Linked DNA regions of Mus musculus: region 1 is linked to region 2. A link is a contact called in public Hi-C data. All regions are on one chromosome and are shown on one strand. The core of a region is the stretch at or near the end of the contact, and the rest is flanking DNA. Distances in the headings are between cores, read along the strand shown. Region 1 has its middle 37 kb from the start of Gm6135. Region 2 overlaps Tet2 (tet methylcytosine dioxygenase 2).

Evidence for each region. Hi-C and Micro-C count contacts between places; a contact is called where the count stands out from the background.
Region 1: a contact with region 2 is called in a Hi-C map of cortical neurons, with 5 times the contacts expected there. The contact joins two enhancer-like sites. A contact is called at or near these places in 2 of 484 Hi-C or Micro-C datasets (both in cortical neurons), 1 of 115 datasets of contacts at active chromatin or transcription factors (kidney) and 1 of 9 other capture datasets (adipose tissue).

What each region holds. Positions count from the first base shown.
Region 1 is chr3:133,750,649-133,757,654 of GRCm38.p6, forward strand. No RefSeq gene overlaps it. Among named protein-coding and RNA genes, the nearest start is that of Gm6135, 37 kb to the right of the region's middle. Within about 2 kb of position 4,368, at least 108 of the 459 cell types and tissues checked have an H3K27ac peak or open chromatin away from gene starts, as enhancers often do. A contact at or near this core is called in cortical neurons, where this site is marked.
Region 2 is chr3:133,495,033-133,501,572 of GRCm38.p6, forward strand. All of the region lies in intron 2 of Tet2 (tet methylcytosine dioxygenase 2), which reads right to left. Among named protein-coding and RNA genes, the nearest start is that of Tet2, 46 kb to the right of the region's middle. Within about 2 kb of position 2,084, at least 26 of the 459 cell types and tissues checked have an H3K27ac peak or open chromatin away from gene starts, as enhancers often do. A contact at or near this core is called in cortical neurons, where this site is marked.

The sequences.
Region 1 (7,006 bases), core at 3,118-5,617, 260 kb after region 2:
AAGCTCCTAAGTTTGGTCTCTAGCATTGTGAGAAATCCAAACACAAATGAACTGAAAGTTAGTCAATAATGGTACAAAGAGGCTGGCTTCATCCGCCTATGTCCTGGAGTTCTTGTTCATGGACGACAGGTTTTGCTCCTTGTACAACTTGCCTTGAGCCAATGATTTATGTAGACAGTATAACCATGGGCAAGCATGAGAGCCTTAACTTATTTATTACTGCTTAAGTAAAATTAATCATGTTTCATCCACATGAGATTTTATATGCTATGAATACTCCCCTTGTTCACTTGTAAAAGATCTGGCAGAAGAAAAGTAAAAGAAAGAAAGAAAGAAAGAAAGAAAGAAAGAAAGAAAGAAAGGAAGGAAGAAAGAAAGGAAAGAAGGAAGAAAGAGAAAACTCTAAAAATATATTTACATAGCCAGACACAGAATTGCTTAGCTAGGCATCTTGCTATTAATTAGTATGTTGTAAATTTTGCTGCCTTGGCTGATACTAAGACATGGTATTTAGAGGAATCATTAATGAAGACAAAAGAAAAACATCTGGAGTAGCCTAGCTCCACTATAGACCCTAGGCTGAACTAACATTATATTGCATTTCTCTTTCCCCATTTGCCTGCCAAATCCCTGAATTAATCTACTCCTCCCCCCCCCCCCCCCGTTTCGGCAGTATTACATCACAAGCATTTGACACAAGTGGGATCACTCTTTGAAATGGCTGTGGATGCATGCTGAAGTCAGCATGCCTCTGACGGCAACTCTGCTCTATCAAACAGGGTTTCTCGAAAGCTTTCATTTTATTTTCTGTTTCTTCCAAGTAGAGGTCTAACCTCTTCAGCATCTATAGCTGACTGACGGGTGGAGCTAGCAAGCCACACCTGATTATTTGGAATTCTATTTGAGGCTGAAGTTAGATGTAACTTTTTACATACTTCCTTAACAGAAAGAACTGAGCAGGAGGCAAAGTCGTTCAGGCTGTAAACCGAGACTGTTGTTGTGAATGGCTTTTCCCCAGAAGACCTTCTCTCTCAGAATCGCAGTTGTTGATAACTAGCAGGTTTTATCTCCAGGAACTAAGATAGTTTTTCTCCTCGCTTCTGGTCTGCCAACTTGTAGACTTGTCTTCAACTGAGGCAAGGCTGCCAGATTGAATATGTGGAGAATCCACTCAACTCTATTTATTTTAGAGTATGATAATTTGAGGGAAAATTTAAATTGTCAGTTTTCCATTACACCCTGCAGCTCCCAGGGCTGGCTATCTTCTCAGACCTAAAAACATACTTCTGTGGGAAATTGTGTAAACAGATGGAGAAGCCAAGAAGAGAGAGGGCTGCTGTCGTGCCAGGGGCCACACATTCTGCTTAGGGAAGAGCCAGGCACCTTGGCGTGACTGATCTGTCTCCAGGTCTTCCTTCTTTAGTTACCTAGCGTATGCGGATGGTAAGGTGCCATAGCAAGCACTGAGCAGAGGTTTGAGCACACAGTGGTCAAGTACTATAATCTTGAGGTGTCCACGTATTGACCTGTGATGAGTAAGTCCAGAGAGGCCCAGGGACTTTGAATATTCTAAGGGCAAGAAATCTGTCCCATTCATCTTTACAGATGTGGTGCCATGCCCAGTATCTGATATACATACACTCCATAACCCAGTCTATGATTAATAAACTCAGAAGATATCCAGATCACTGTAAAACACTGCTAGGCAATATCACTTCTCTCCTCAAAATGCTCCAACAGCAAAGCCCTGACAGAATGGCTCTTCCTGCCTATGTGGTGGCATTCCCTCTGGTTCCTGCCAACCCCCACATGCCTCCTCTGCCTCCTTTTTGGCACCCTAGTGGGTAGCTCCTTACCCTGGCTTTCTTTATATGCCTGGACTCACGTTCGGTGTTCCTAAGGGACCACCCCCTTTTCTTGTTACAAGACAATATTCAGCTGTCACTTTCCATGAGGCCATAGTCTCATTGACCCCTTTAAAATTGAGATCTGCTTTCTGTTCTCTGCCCACCCACACTCTGAACTCCCCTAGCCTGCACTATTTCCTCCGAGGCACTTATCCTCTTGAAACTGTGATCCAGTATTTAACTATTCACTACACTGATGGTTTGCTGTTGCCTTCCACCTTGCTAGCCTGTAAGCCTGTGAGGAGAAGGCTGCTCTTGGCTCTCCTTCACTGATACTTCTAGCATTTTCTCCAGTATCAGACACATCACAAATACTTCTTAAATGATGATTGAACGAGTAAATGAATTAAGCGCAACCAGTGAATCAAATAAGCAGATGCACCCAAGGGCAGAGGAGATGAGCCTTTAAAGGTAGGCATGAGGATGAAGGGACCACCAGGTGTGGTAAATTTATAGGCCAACTGTTGTTTACATAATAAGAAGCCCTTTACAGTTAATGATGAATTTGGCCAATGTCCAGAGTCAAGCCTATAGCTGTAACTGTCAAGCTGACTTGTTAACTGTGTGCTTCAGCCTCTGGTGAATTCGGACAGACATCTCAATGTGTGGGTTAGTGTGCTTCCCTGTGTGACACATGAGCTTCCTCCACTAGAAGTACTTATCAAGAAATCTGATGGCTAAGCTCTAGTTGGCTTCTGATGGTTGCTAAGGAGTAGATGCCCTGGTGGCTTTAATGCATGCCAGAGTTAAGGAGTGAGGAATATTGTGAAACCTTCTGAAGAGGTGAGGTGTAGTCAAACAGGACTTTCTTACGCTGGTGCCAAGGTTTCACAAGAAGTTTGTAAGAAAGTGCTCTGTTAGTTAATTAAAGTAGCACGAAGTAAGATTGATTTGGTGACAGTAATTAAAAGGCTGATGTCATTTGGAGTTTCCAGGAGTGCGGCGCGGTAGACATCATCTCAAACATTCTACCATGGGCAGCTCTTCAGGTTCTTTCTTTTGGCAAAGACGTTCTTTGCTTTATCTTTAAAGGAAAAGCCTATAATAGCTAATTCTTATTTTAGCTCCCGACAATTCTGTTTTCTCTCTTATTAACTTCCCTTTAGCTAATAATGTAACTAAGCTTTCCACATCCCTGAGGAAGAAAGAAGAAATAGTATTCCTGTGTGTCATAATTCCTGGTGTGCAAAACTGCAAAGAGAAAGGTTCCTTGGTGTCTCGTGTGTGTGTGTGTGTGTGTGTGTGTGTGTGTGTGTGTGTGTGCGCGCGCGCACACACACACACACACACACACACACGCAATCCAAAGTATGATACAAAGAAGCCAATATATAGTGTATCTGAACAAAGCTACTTGCTAAAGCCAAATTGGGCAGGTTTGTGAGAATTCTGTCTTCTGTATGAAGCCTTATGAGTTAGAAGGATGCACACACATAAATATTTCACTGGTGCAAGCACTCCTGCTCCCTGATTCTCCCATATTGATTACCACTAATCTATCCCTTATGTCACTTTCCATTCCTGTGGAAATAAGATAGGTATGTGCCTGGAATAAATAGCCTTCTCCCCATTTGGAAACCGTGCAGAGTCTAGAGCACATTACAACCTTCCCTATAATGGAAGTACCCACACGCTGGCAATTGCTGTCTACAGACGTAATGAACCAAGTGGGAGGTAATGAGAAGTGACTGTCACGCCATCTCTGGGGCCCAGTTTCTCCTGCTGCACAATTACACTGTGACCCCAGAGAAACTGAGAAGAGTGCAACATTCTTTCCTTTTCTAATGATCTTAAAATCAGCCTTAGCTTATGGAATGCGTGTGGAGGGGTGCAAGCAGCAGCATCACCCATTTGGCAGTCCAGAGGCTGTGCGGGGGAGGTGGGGGTCGGGGCGGGGGGAGTGTATGCTTGCAGCAGAGAGGAAGCTGTCTGTCCGTATAGTTCTGCTTTTGTCCCAGTGAAGACTTGGTCTCTGGCTGGAATGATGCCAGCTAACAGGAGGCTCCTTTCCTACTTTCCCTGGTGCATCTTTGGAGCCGGTTACTGGTTACTTCTAGAAGCGGAGAATGTGCGAGTGAAACTGTTACTCAGAGCCACATTTATGCTTCAGTGATGTGTGTTTCACCTTTAAGAGGCAGGAAAAGCTTTTGAATAATGATAAGTGTAGTGAGAGCAGTTGCTGGACCCCACACAGCCCCGGTCTCATCTCTGTATTTCAGGGAGAACCTTGATTACCACACTGTGGACTGGTCCTTCAAGTGGGGAGTGGCAAGGCTGAGGAAAAAGGTAGAAAGGGGCACCTGCTGAGTCAACTTCTCCTGAGAGAAACTGCGAAGAAAGTGCAAAAAGGTGGAAGGCTTTTAAAATTCCTCTCATTGTCTTCCTTCTGCTCAGGCCTGCCCACGCTCTGGGGGAAGCCTGCCAACTGCTCACTGAACAGTGAATGGAGACAAGCTGGGCTGCTGGTATTGCTCAGCAAGGGAAGAATAGAGGCATGGCTGGCTGCTGGCTGGACCCGCACCACTCTCCTATCTTCTGTGCTTCTGCCAGCAGGAAGCCCCCAGGTGGCACGAGGGAGAATTAGTGTGCAAATTGCAGGATCTGCTCATTGCTCACCACTTCCTCAGTTGACAGTTCCACAGAGCTCCTTTGCCTTTCATCAGGGGAAGAGGGAGCTCAACAGGGTTCTACTGACTGGCTTATGACTTTTATGTCTCCCTGACTCCAGGGTGTTTTCAACCTCCCTGACAGCAGTTCTGTCCTTGGATAGCCTGCGACACCTACCTCTGATCATCTTTTATGCCAGGCATGGTTTGGAGTTGGCAGAAAAAGGTAGAAACTGATCCCTTTTTATAGAATAGGTCCAAAAGTATGCCATAAAAACAAAACAAAACAAAACAAAACCAAAAAAAAAAACAAAAAAAACAAAACCAAAAAAAAAAAAAAAAAAAAAAAAGGAAGATGAAAACAACATAGTTAAACGGAGTCTCTTTCTCCACTTTGTTAATAGATAGTACTTCTTGAGGAGTTACTATGGGCCAAATAATATTCTTGGCATGTTTCATTAAATCCTGTCATTTTTATTTTATAGAGAAAGGAGCTGAGGCACAGGGTATCCAGAAAACAGGAAGTAGACCCTGAATCCATATTTTATGTACTAGGGCAGTTTGCTTTACAAAACTCCTTAGTTATTTTTGGATTCATTCAATAAGTAGCTCAGAAACACCACCACCTTAATGTCACTTTCTCTGCCAGCGTTCCTTACCCTTGTGAGTCCTGTGACTTCCTGACTGTCTTGTCCATGTGAAACAAATGCAAGGGCATCATCATCAGGAAACTGAAACACACATGGATCCAGAGGTGACAGTTTTCTCCACAGAGGATCAGGTGGTAACATAGTTTAGGCTTTGCATGCGCCATGGTCTCTGCCTGAGCTAGACAGAAAGTATCCAGAAACAGCATGTAAACAAATCATCACATCTATGTGCCAATGCAATCGAAATGATGGGAAGTGGATTTGGTGTATCTGGTCCATGGGCTGCCTGCTACAGAGCACGAGAAAAGCCAAAACTGTGGCTGCACGTGGCCTGTGTAGTACTTCTTGTTCATGTCTATGAGGCATCCCCCAAGGATACACAATCGGGCACAGAGACTTGTGAAGCACTTAGGGACTGAGGAAAAGGTTTGTGGAGAAGGTGAAGTGAGAGTGTCTCCTAAAGGATGGGGAATGCAGGTTCTCTTCAATCAGTGAAGAGTAGGGTACGCCCACAGAGTGCAGTAAACTCTGGAAACAGTTTATTTCTCTGGCCAAATGGAGAGTCACATACGCGTCATGCTTTTGCACACTACGAGCACGAAGAAGAGACAGCCATGGTGAAGAGTGAGCGTAGCAGGGACCCAGGCACTGTGTTGTCCGCCTCCAACACCCATGTTAAAAGATTTAACTAGTGGCTTTACTCTTTAGGCAGCTGCTAGTGCGCTAACAGAAAACAACCATCACACATTATTTGCTTCTGGAAGTTTCCTTGACTTCTTGATATTTTAGAAAATTATACCAAATCAGGTGAGAATTAGTTCTAACGACATTATTTTTCTTAGTATTTTTTTCTATATATACACCAAGGGGGTGCGGGGGAGAACAAAGCCCAGTTTTTTTGTTTTGTTTTGTTTTGCTTTGTTTTACATATTAAAACAAATACATTAAAGAAGGCACAAGTAGGGCTGATATTGTTGTGTCAGCTCTTTGATGCTCTTATTTCACGTTCTTCCTAGATTTTCCATAGAAAAGTGGGGAGAATCATTACAGAAGTGAGCCAGAGGGCCGTGATGAAGCCCGCACGAACTTTCCTCAGTGTCAGGCTCCGATGTCCTCCACTGTTTCCACTCTGTCTGTTTTGACTTTGTAGGGTCACTCCCTGAGATTTTGCCTTCTAATGTCCCTGTTTCCGTTTGATTACAAACCCTAACTGTGCTTTTTCCTCACAATATAATCTGGAGAATTGTGCTTCAGGTGTAAGGCATACTCTAGACGCTTAATTCTATGGTGCTAACCAAATGACCTCTTCATTCATTCATTCATTCATTCATTCATTCATTCATTCAGATCTATGTGGGCCAGTGGTTGTTCTGTATGTTATAAACTTAGAAGGAATGAAGATGGGGGATCTTTGGCTTATCTCTTTCGTTCCCATTTCCCCTAGGTTGCTACACTTTTAGGCATTCTGTAAAAACCCAATGTAAATGCTGTTTTTTCCATAAAACCTGCAGTTACATACTCATAAAACTGTTCCCACAGTCCTCTATATTCCCATGACAGTACTGCTTCGGTCTCTTTTTGGTTATTTTCCTATGTGATGGTGCATTATACTGTCTAGAATGTGGGCTTATGCAGGAGGGTGACTGTGTCATTTTAATCTCTCCTCGCTATCAAGCTCCATGTTGCTCTGTTCAACTGGCTCCTCTCTGGCCACATCTTTTCTGGGCCGTCCATCAGTTATTCCAGACACCTTGCCATGTCTTGTCTTTGTAATTGTCTCTTCTAGACATTTTTGGCCAGACCCCTTTCACACCTTTATTACTTAGCTCCTGCTAGGAGGCTT
Region 2 (6,540 bases), core at 834-3,333:
TAACAACAAATTCACTAAACAAAGAATATTAAAAGCAATAAGGGAAAAAGGTCAAGTAATATAAAGGCAGACCCACCAGAATTACACACCAGAGACTAAGAAAGCTAGAAGATCCTGGGCAGATGTCATACAGACCCCCTAAGAGAACACAAATGCCAGCCCAGGCTACTCTCAATTACCATAGATGGAGAAAACAAGATATTCCATGTCAAAACCAAATGTAGACAATATTTTTCCACAACGGATAATAGATGGAAAACAACAACACAAGGAGGGAAACTACACCCTAGAAAAAGAAAGTAATTTTTCAAAAAACCCAAAAGATAGCCACACAAACATAATTCCACCTCTAAGAAAAATAACAGGAAGTAACAATCACTTTTCCTTACTATCTCTTAATATCAATGGACAATCACTTTTCCTTAATATCTCTTAACATCAATGGACTTAACTCCCCAATAAAAAGACGTAGACTAAAAGACTGGATATGTAATCAGGACCCAGCATATTGCTGCATACAAGAAATACACCTCAGTGGCAAAGACAGACACTTCCTCAGTAAAAGGTTGGAAAACAATTTTCCAAGCAAATCGTCCCAAGAAACAAGCTGGAGTAGCCATTCTAATATGGAACAAAGTCGACTCAATAGAAACAGATGTATAAAAGAGTTGGGGTCATAGACAGATGCACTTGGCACTTAAAATGAGCAGAATGCATAGAAACAAACACTTATCTAGGACTAATTGGCTACTCTGGGTCTTTTGTTGTTTCATATCTAATTGAGGATTTTCTTTCTATTTACGTGAAGAATGAGATGAGGATGCTGATTGTGATTTTATTGAATCAGTAAATTGTTTTGGTAGGAAGGTCTTTTTTCACAATGTTAATTCTACCAAGGTATACACTTGGGAGGTCTTCAAATTCTTGTATGTTTCTTAATCCCTTTCTTCACACATTTAAAGTTTTCATTGTAGAAGTTTACCTCTTTTGTTATGTATATTCTAAATATTTTATTTTATTTGAGAAAATAAAATATTTAGAATATTTTAGGTCCATGATCTCTTTCTCAGCATGCTTCTTACTCATGTATTAAGACTGGTAAATTTTGTAAGCCAATTATGTATCATAACACTTTGCTGAAATTATTGATAATTTCTAATTTTTCTAGTCAAATTAGAAATAAAAGAACATAAGAATATAATCTTCAATTGAAAATAATTTGAGGGGCTGGTGAGATGGCTCAGTGGGTAAGAGCACCAGACTGCTCTTCCGAAGGTCAGGAGTTCAAATCCCAGCAACCACATGGTGGCTCGCAACCATCCGTAACGAGATCTGACTCCCTCTTCTGGAGTGTCTGAAGACAGCTACAGTGTACTTACATATAATAAATAAATAAATCTTTAAAAAAAAAAAAGATAAATCTTAAAAAAAAAAAAAAAAAGAAAATAATTTGACTTAATATTTTCCCATTTGTATCCCTTCTCTTGCCTTATTGCTCCAACTAATGTTTCAATCACATTATGATGGGAGTATGGAGAGTGGGCAGTCCTCTCCCACTGCTGATTTTAATGGGGCTTATTAATGGTTTTATTCATTTAGGATGATATTGGCTATGGGTTTGTCATAATAACCTTTATTATATTGGAATATGTTTTCTACAGACCTACTTGGTTCTACGGCTTTTATTAAGAAGGCATGTTGAATCTTAGCAAAGGTTTTTACTTTTCTTTTCTTTTTTGCTTACATTGAGATGATCATATGATTCTTGTATTTTTTTGTCAATGTATTTGGTTCATTAATTTATTTCTTATATGTTAAAAAATAAAATCAAAGAAAAAAAAGTATCTTCGTTGAAAATACATCTCTTGATTGATAGTGGGCATTTAACAAGGAAGGGTTTCTGCAGTCACAGTTCTCCTATGAGTTTAATTTTGTACTTTCTCTTGCCTGTGACAATAATTATGAATTCAAGTCACATCAACAGCATCTGTGAAACAATTACTGCACGGAGGGCTGAGTCTGCAGTCTAATCCATCATAATTATGACAGTCCTCTTTCAAGACGCTATGATGCATGACTTAAAAATAGCGCGTTAGCGTGCAAATGGATCAGCATCTCATTTCACCAATGTGCGTTTAGTGCTGTAATGCAGCCCAGCACCGTTTGACTTTCTCTGAATCACTCAGATGATACCCATATCAGTCACCATAGAAAACTGCAGATGGTGCTCAAAATTTGGAGGGCTTTTTGTTTTTGTTTTTTGGATTACTGGTCTTGTACAATGGTATGTATTTTCCAGCTCTAAATGTAAAAATACACTTACACAAGAAGTACAATAAGGCAGTAATTTTTACTATAAATACTTTCTCTATATACTAATAATACACACACACACACACACACACACACACACACACACACACACACACAGAGAGAGAGAGAGAGAGAGTCAGTGAATCATGTTTGTGTGTGAATTTATCCAGAATAATGGAGGCAAATAATTATAGTTACTTATGGGCAGGAAATGTATCTACTTTAAAGTCCATGTCCCAGAATCAAATTTTTTTGGGGGGGTCATTGTTTGTCACCCTGTTATTTCCAGTGACAAGCTTTATTCTTTTTGGTAAACTCATTTATTTTTGATTTTGAGACAGACTTTCTCTGTGTAGTCCTGGCTGCCTTGGAACTTACTTTGCAGACCAGGCTGGCCTTGAACTCAGAAATCCATCCTTGCCAGTGCTGGGATTAAAACCATGCAGGACCACTGCCTGGCTGGCTAGGAATGATCTCTTGGCATGGAGAAAAGCTTAGAAACCATACATAGCAATCAATAATCTCCAGAACAATGTTTTATTCTTATTACCAAACTGGAACATTATTTATATCTACCATACATTTATTTCAAGATTATGTGCAGTGACCCATTGTAATGGTAAATTTCCATTACCTCAGATCCAAAGCTCAAGGACACACTGTATTACCCAGTAAGTCCCCATCTCAAAGTGTACAGGACAGTGGACATGATTATGCACTGGAGTGCCCTTGAAAACAAGCTTCTTGTGACCAAAATGCCACTTTTGTGTTCTTATGTTCTAAATCTACCAAATCCCTCCATTTAGTTTTCTTGCTCTCTTTTTAGAAGATACGTATTTATTTGTCCATCATCCATCCCTCCATCCCTCTATCCATTCATCCATCCATCCATCTAGGATGTCAGGGCTCCTATTTGACTACTTCCTACCTCCTTCCCTTGAAGCAGGGTCTCACTTATATTGTATTTGAGTTAGTGGCCAGCAAGCTCCAGGAATCTTCCTGTCTCCACTCCCTCAGCACTGGGATAATAGGCATCTATGTAAACATAGGTGCCCAGAGGCTAGCAGAGGGTATCAGTGTTGTAAGCTATTGGATATGATGAATGTTGGGAACCAAATTCTGTTGAGCATGTCTAGCCTGAGCCATCTCACCAGCCCTAGTTCAGTTTCTTAGTTGATTTGTCTGTATGGTCCTACTTTTTTAGTAAGAAAAATATATGGGAATCAACAGCTACCTATATTCCCAGACTGGTCTTAAACTCTGTTCAGCAGAGGATGACCTCCGGCCTTGACCTCCAAGATTACAGGAAGCTGACTTTACTATCTCCTTCCTTGTAAGAACTTTCTATAGTGGAGCATTGGGAATGTACTTTCATCTCTTGAAAAAGGACCTGTGGGAATAGAGAAATGGCTTAATAGTTAAGAGCAATTGTTGCTCTTCCAAGTTCACTTCCCAGCACCCACATGGCTCACAATCTTCTCTAACTCTAGTCCCAGGGGATCAGATGCCCTCTTCTGTCTACTACAGGCACCAGGCATGCAAGTGGTAAGGACATATATACATATAAAGGCAGACAGACAACCACAAAATAAAAAAAAATTTAAATTAAAAAAAGAAGACAGATGGTAGGGGCATATATTCAATCTTAGCACTGGGGAAAAAACAGAAGTAGGCAGATCTGTGAGTTTGAGGCCAGCACTTCTGTCTAAAGTTCTAGAACTGCCAGGGCTACACAGAAAACCACTGTCTCAAACAAACACCCACCCCCCAACCCAAAACAAAACAAAAAGAAAAAAGGGGAAAAGACCTGTATATCAACATCCTTAGAAGTCCCTAGCCTTTCCATAGAAATACTGATAAGATAGTACTCATACACACACAAACACACACACACACACACACACACACACACACACACACACACACACACATCTATCCTTTCTAGGGTAGCCTTCCCTCCATGCTTGGAGGGAAGGCTCTGTCTGTCAGGCTTTTTAGAAATCCTCATTAGGACCATTTAATTACTGTCTTTGAAAATTAAAAATTTTATCTTAAGAGTTGGGATTATCTTAAAGAGGCAAATAGAGATGGGGGTGGGGGTTGGGGGATGGGAACCTCTAATTCCTAAGTAAGACTGCCACTGACAGTTAAGTAAATGTGTTTGCAGTTTGTAACTAACTCAGTCTCCCAAGTAGGAGCATGCCTTGTGTCAATCCTCACTTACCCATGCACCAGTTAATTCTAGGACTGTTTCTTACAATGGGTTTGTTTGACTTTCTGCTAGCTGGAATTTGTCACAAGTACATTGGTAAACCATAAACTTAAAGCTAAACCTGTTTATTTTTCACTCCACTCCTCTAGAATCTACCACCACTTGGTTGTCTTTGGTATCTTCAAGCATTGCCCAAAATTTTCAATTCAATTCAATTCAATTCAATTCAATTTAATTAAAAAAAAAAAAGATAAATCTTTCCAGTGTGAGCCAGTGCCTTGAGCAGACCTTGGGTGCTGGCAGTCCCACAACACCAGAGGAAGCATGACTCCCAGATGCTCTATTATGCCCAGGATCCCAGGTGAGGTGGCCACAACATCTGCTGGGGATGTAACTGGCCCCCCAGGATCCAGGAAAGCAGGAACTCCCTCCCACAGCCAGAGGCATAGGTTCCTTCTGGTCTGAATCTGCACCTGGAGCAGACCTGGGGTGCTGGCTCTGCACTCACTCTTAAAACCCCCCATGCTCATGGATTGGCAGGATTAACATAGGAAAAATGGCCATCCTCCTGAAAGCAATTTACAGATTCAATGGACTCCCCATCAAAATTCCAACTCAATTCTTCACAGAGTTAGAAAGTACAATTCTCAAATTCATTTGGAATAACAAAAATCCAGGATAGCAAAACTATTCTCAACAATAAAAGAATTTCTGGGGAAATCACCATCTAGGGGCCTCAAGCTGTACTACAGAGCAATTATGATTAAAAATAAATAAATAAATAACCTGTATGGTACTGGTACAGACACAGTCAAGATTAATGGAATAGAATTGAAGACCCCCACACCTATGGTCATGATCTTTGACAGAGGAGCTAAAATCCAGTGGAAAAAAGACAACATTTTCAACAAATGGTGCTGGCTCAACTGGCATGTAGAAGAATGTAAATCAATCCATTCCTATCTCTTTATATAAAGCTGAAGTCCAAGTAAATCAAGGACCTCCACATAAAACCAGATACCCTGAAACTAATAGAAAAGAAAGGAAGGAAGAGCCTCAAACACATGTGCACAGGAGAAACTTTCCTGAACAGAAAGAACACCAATGGCTTATTTATGCTCTAAGATCAAGAATTGAAAATGCGGCCTGATTGCAAAAGCTTCTGTAAGGCACAGGACACTGTAGTAAGAAAACCGCAACCAGGATACTGGGAAAGATCTTTACCAACCCTACATCTGATAGAGGGCTCATACCCAATATATACAAAGAAGTTAGACTCCAAAGAACCAAATAACCCTATTAAAAATTGGTTACAGAGCTAAACAAAATTCTCAACTGAGGAATATTGAATGGCTGAGAAACACCTAAAGAAATGTTCAGCATCCTTATTCATCAGGGAAACACAAATCAAAACAACCCCGAGATTCCACCTCACACTAGTCAGAATGGCTAAGATCAAAAACTCATGTGACAGCAGATACTGTCGAGGATGTGGAGAAAGAGGAACACTCCTCCAATGCTGGTGAGATTGCAAGCTGGTACAACTCTGGAAATCAGACTGGCGGTTCCTCAGAAAATTGGACATAGTACTACCTGAGGACCCAGCTAAACTACTCCTGGGCATATACCCAGAAGATGCTCCAACACATAACAAGGACACATGCTTCACTATGTTCATAGCAGCCTTATTTATAATAGCCAGAAGCTAGAAAGAACCCAGATGTCCTTCAACAGAGGAATGGATACACACTGGATACAGAAAATGTGGTACATTGGAGTACATAATGGAGCACTACTCAGCTATTAAAAACAATGACTTCATGAAAGTCTTAGGCAAATTGATGGAAGATCAGTAAGAGATGTCAATAAATTCATTGCCTATCATGGGCTATCTGTTTAAGACAGTTTACTATGTGCCAGTCCTAAGGCAGCCAGGAAAACATTCCACAGAGGCACAGGGAGAAGAATGAGGTCTTCAAGGTCAGACTAGACAAAGTGAGACTGTTAATCTATTC